2 separate regions of the Zea mays genome follow, and region 1 is linked to region 2. Evidence: chromatin contacts called from public Hi-C data. All regions are on one chromosome and are shown on one strand. The core of a region is the stretch at or near the end of the contact, and the rest is flanking DNA. Distances in the headings are between cores, read along the strand shown. Region 1 holds the start of LOC100285746 (glycerol-3-phosphate acyltransferase). Region 2 holds the start of LOC101027199 (putative inactive poly [ADP-ribose] polymerase SRO1).

What was found. A called contact is a pair of places that touch in the nucleus more often than the background predicts.
Region 1: a contact with region 2 is called in a Hi-C map of ear, with 4 times the contacts expected there. The contact joins the promoter of LOC100285746 here to the promoter of LOC101027199 in region 2. A contact is called at or near these places in 11 of 25 Hi-C or Micro-C datasets (bundle sheath, ear, endosperm and 3 more) and 1 of 3 datasets of contacts at active chromatin or transcription factors (seedling).

The regions. Positions count from the first base shown.
Region 1 is chr5:46,521,993-46,524,692 of Zm-B73-REFERENCE-NAM-5.0, reverse strand. It overlaps LOC100285746 (glycerol-3-phosphate acyltransferase), which reads right to left and starts at 1,370. Exons shown (of 14, transcript NM_001158637.1): 1 at 935-1,370; 2 at 542-639; 3 at 363-449; 4 at 170-267. The coding sequence starts at 1,214.
Region 2 is chr5:46,229,806-46,232,505 of Zm-B73-REFERENCE-NAM-5.0, reverse strand. LOC101027199 (putative inactive poly [ADP-ribose] polymerase SRO1) reads left to right here and starts at 1,354. Exons shown (of 7, transcript NM_001346074.1): 1 at 1,354-1,635; 2 at 2,558-2,700.

The DNA of each region.
Region 1 (2,700 bases), core at 121-2,620, 290 kb before region 2:
ACTCTACGGCTCTATGCTCTAGATAATTAATCCACAGCGAAATAAAACAACAAAGGCATGTTATCCACCCCATTCAAAAGAAATGTCTTCCATAAGATGTACAGCAAACTTTGTGTGGATTATTTGAAATTAAAATGCGTACATGTTATCAGGTCAGATTTTGTATTACCTGAAATCTACCAGAGGCCTAATGTAGTTCTGACCAAACATGTAATAGTCGAACGGTTCTCGCAAAGCTTTATGATAAGGTGGAAAGTTAAATGGATTCTGCAAAAGGATGGAGCATGATATTAAAGGTCATCTTGGAAAATAAGTAGAAGTGTCAGAACAAATTGTGAGGGAATTCGGAGTAGATGGTAAACCTGTACATCCAGTAGAACACGATCAAACAAGGTCATCATATTTGAAAGCATGACCTCATATGCATTTGGATCTCCATTTTGCAGAACCTAATAAAGCAAAACATTAACAAGACATGAATCATAACGAGCTGATGATAGCAAATAAAAAATACTGCAAAGATCAGCCCAGCAGTTCTTACCGCATTCCTGTAATTATAATACAGCTCCTCCAGGTTACTGGCAACATCTGCAGGAAGTTTTCCATTATCCAGTTCCTTTCTGATGTGAGAAATGAACTCTGCACGAGTGAATAGGGTAAAAGATAGGTCATCAGTTTCTCTGTATACCAGATGAATTCTATATTAATGTGGCACGTCAGCATGTGAAATCCCTAGGTCCATTCCATGCGACTACGTGAGCAGTTTGGCATAACACTACTTCAACTGGGCAGTTGTGCCTTATCATTAGAGTAGAGACACCAGTAGTAACAGTGGATAGTGACGCAATTGCAGTTATTAGTGCGAAACAACGAAAATATGGCCGACATAAGCGCAAGGAGGCCTGCATTTGGAAAAAGCAGCAGCAAATCAAACCTTCCTCGTCAAGCAGCGACGATGGTCCCACCACCTCCTCGGCGCCCATATAGGAGGCGAGCACAGCGCCCTTGGCCGGGACCCGCGGGCCCCGTCCCCCTCCGGCAGCCCTCCACGCGGCCTTAGCTTCCAGCCGGAGTGTCCCGCGGCGGGACCGTAGGGGCCTCGCCGGCGCGGCAAAGATGGCGTCCCGCGGCGAGGCCAACCAGGGCGACGGCGAAGCGGAGGCGGTGGTGGGGCAGGCGCCCCCTGCGAACGTGACCAGCGGCGGCGCGTGCATGGAGAGGCGGCGGTGGAAGGTTCTAGAAACCTAATCCGAAAACCCTAGTGGGAGTAGCGTCCTGGGGAATAGCGCACGAGTCCAGCTGCGGAGGACGCGGAAGACGGACGGAGACTCGGAGAGGGCGAAGGCGTCGTCGACACGAGATGAATCCTCGGCCCGCTCGCTCACCCCCTGTCCGCTGCTAACAGCAATTTTTCCTCGACTTCTCTGTTTAGTTTTTCTTCAAAAATTAAAATAGAAGGAAAAAATTGTTTATTTGCACACGTACAGAAAAGAAAAGGGATGATATTATCTAGGGCGTTGTGCGCGGGTAGGATTTGTCGATTGAACCTATAGGATGGCGCCACACCTCTTTTTCCTCGATTTTGGCACACACATCGCTGTCCTATGCCCGTCTCTTCATTAAAAAAACCTCATCAGCACGGTTTTTTAGATTTTTTTTGTTGCCTAACAATTAGCTGTTCTGGTATATCTTACAAGTTGCTCGTTTGTCTTTAATTCACAACGGTTTCTATCGTTTCTACGGTGTTTTGTCTCTATGAATTGAAGTTGCAGTCGTCCAAATAGCTGTCTTTAATTCTATGTCCATCTCTTCATTAAAAAAACCTCATAAGTACGGTTTTTTAGATTCTTTTTGTTGCCTAACAATTAGTTGTTCCCGTATAAAAATAGTCTTAGGGTCTGTTTGGTTGGACTGTGGCTGTGGAAAAAGTTGCTGTGGGCTGTGAGCTGTGAAAAAAGTTGTTGTAGGCTGTGAGTTGTTAAAAAGCTAAAAACTGTTTGATGGAAACCACTAAAAGTCGTTAAAAGTTCTTCGATATATGTTTTCACAGTTCGATCCAAAAGCCACTAAAAGCAGGTCCAGGGGTGCTTTCAGTTTTGCACTGCGAGAAAGTCAGCTTTTAGAAAAAGCTGCTTCCTGGATCCAGCCCTTTGGTTGGCTTTTGGCTTTTAGGAGGCAAAAGCCAAAGCCAAAAGCTAAACCAAACACACCCTTACAAGTTGTTCATTTAGCTTTAATTCAAAACCGATTAGATGCGGCCAAAACCCTAAAACGGATTTAGGGTTCAAAACCCGGACGTGAAATAATCACCAAGTGTGCTAGAATCAAGTATCACACATATAATGACTCATGGTACAAAACGAATGTCACATCATTAATATATAACGGAGCTCTGTACAAAATAGTTAAATAATTACATCATACGAAGACAACGATCCAGCAACAAAAGTTTACTAGGAGACGACAGCCTAGACCACTCACGAACTCATCATGGCATCATTCATGTGTCTCATCCTGTGGTACCTGTCCTTGACCTGGGGATGTGAGTACAGCAAGGGTGAGCTCACATACGTTCATCACTCAACAAGTTGTGGGGAATAGTGTGCATGAACTCACCAAAGGTGGGAGCTCATATGAATTGTAAGGCTTACCAAAGAGGTTGGTTAAAGCTAAGCATTGCTTTTAAAGTTGGTTAAAATT
Region 2 (2,700 bases), core at 105-2,604:
AGAGGAACAATGCGATACATTATGGGTGCTTTTTAGCCTAGGGAAAATTATTTTGCTCTGCCTACGAAGTTGTATCTCTCTTACCTTTGCATTGTAACTTCAAGTAGCCGAAGGTATATTTATAATCCTTTATTAAAGAATAAAATGAAAAAGGAAGCATTGCCCATCAAGGTTGAATCATATGTTTCACCTTTACACTACATCATCTTCATTCTTAATGATCAACATTTGTTTTCTGTTAACTCTCAACATCTTAGTCCTTCATTCTATCTTTCCTTCGAGATAGACAGAATGAAGGGTGAAGGTGAAGCTTAATTTAATTGTGTTGCCTTGTTTTTTTGTCTCTTAAAGGAATAAAAAACGAGTGAACAACAATGGTTTTCTCCGCTGCATAGCCATGGAGTAGGAAACCACCTAGAGAACGCATGTGTTGTTTAGATCGGCCAACAAATCCCCTATGGCGTGGGCGAGATTCGTGAAACAGGACATGCAAATGCAACTCACTAAAATTATATAAATTGGCCCACTAGCCAGCCAATAACTTATATTTTATCTCTATGATTCTATCTCTACTATATTTAAGTGTCAATAATCTTCCTGCGTACATCTCCTCTCTCATGCGAGCGGTGATACTAGGTGCCAGGGTTCCCCACATCGAGCGTGGAGAAACAAAAAATATAACCAGCCCGTCGTCCAAGGACATAACACTCAATTGTTAACCAATACATTTCATTTGCAGTTGTGTTTTAGAAATGATAGATATTAAGAATATTATGCTACACAAAAGATAAATATTGTAAATACATATTTATGCAATATTTATCTATATAATATATATATAAAACATAGCAATGTACAAATAACTAACTCATCATAAATAATATTGGAAACACCGATTGGCTGCGAAGGCAAATATGAACGTAGGAAAAAATCAGAAGAATCCGGCATCAGCACGTCGCCTTTGGCCCGGTAACGCACGCAAACTAGTAGGATTTTTATTAATTTACCAAAACAAAATAAAAATCTGCAATGTCTGGACGGCCGTGATGCGGCTGCTGTGGGGACAGAGATAGTTGACCGCATTTGTGAACCGTCCGATGCACACACGTCGGCATGACGCCGTTGGCATTTTGCTTACGGCGCAAGGAAACAAGCGGGGCAACTTGGCATCCAAGTTCGAGCCGCGCGTACCCGCGCCCAGGTGGGTCCGGGCCCATGCGTCGGAGAGCGCTTGAGGACGAAGGGCGGTGGGTGAAACGCAATTGCTAATAATGCAAGTGGGGTCACGGCAAAGGTGTGGCGCGTGCGTGGACCTCGCCCTCATCTCGTCTCCTCCGGCGGTCCGGCCTGTCCAATAATTCTAGTATTCCACCGCCGCACACCTCCTGTCTTCCTTCACCTTCGCGCTCCGCCGCCGCCGTCGATTCGTGCTGCTCTCACCCCTAACCTGTCCAACATCGCCGGGGAGGGAAGCAGCAGAAGAAGCTCCCCTTACCTCCGGCTATCGCCTGAGGATAAAGTGGGGTCTGTAGGGGAGTCTTAGGGGGGAGCAAAAGGGATAGGATAGGGAGAGATGAAGCAATCAATTTCTTCGTCCGCCTTCGCCCCTGCTTACGTCCCCGCTACTAACCCTAGGTAAGCATCGTCGATCGACGGATCTGCATCTGCTCCTCTGACTGTCTGATTGCTCGCCGAAGATGATCCCCTTGTATATATGTGTAGTTTCGATCTAGAAACTTTAGCCCTCCCATGTTGGATATGCTGGATGTCAGTTAGATGTACTATGAAGATGTAAATTGTTGTGGCTAAAGCAGATTTGAGATTATTGTTGACTTTTCAAAATTACAATTTTTAAAGTTCCTGTGACTGCTGTCCTGTTTAATTACTTGTTAAATTATGTGAAATCCTTGCGTGAACGTGTGGATCACTAACCATGGGGGAAACTGATTGAATTTTGTCAGAACTTCGCTGAATCTTACCATATGCACCTTATTCTGATATTACTTTTATTACTTGATGAGTCGCTCACTCTCCTTCCATGTACTATGCGATGGATATGGTCTAAGATACAAGTTTTCTTACTCCATGTTCAGTTAAATTCATGGTTAACTACTAATTTGTGCATGAAAGATAATTTTTTGTGTTTTAATTCATCACTCAATAGATTATTTCATAACTATGCCATCAAGGTTAGTACAAGTACCATGTTCCCTCTTGCCGCAGACCTTCATGACTAATAACAATACGAGTAAAAGCCTCTGTATCTGTCTGTATGCTTGCAGCACACCCTAGGCATCTTTGGTCAATCGGTTGACTTATTTTGCGTGGAAAGACATTGTTGCACCATGACAAAAGATACGTGCACTTTTGTCCATGATTAATATATAACAGCTAGTGACAACATTAAGATTTGTTTTTCTAGGGTCTTACTGCAAAATTGATACCATAGTTAATCCTTTTCTGAGTGTCCTGCTGTAATCCAATATTGTTCTGTTGTATATATTTCAAATGCAGCAAAAATGTATCTTACTGCATTCTGTCGATTTTCTCTTTGCAGGATCATTCTGTCTTTTCTCGTTTCTTATCCGACTCTTCTTCGTTTTATGCCTATCAGTTATGAGGTTGAACGCCTTCAGAAGCTTCTCTACTAGATTAGTGTAAATAGTAGACTTGTTCGAGTTTAGCTTGGCTGGAAGAATT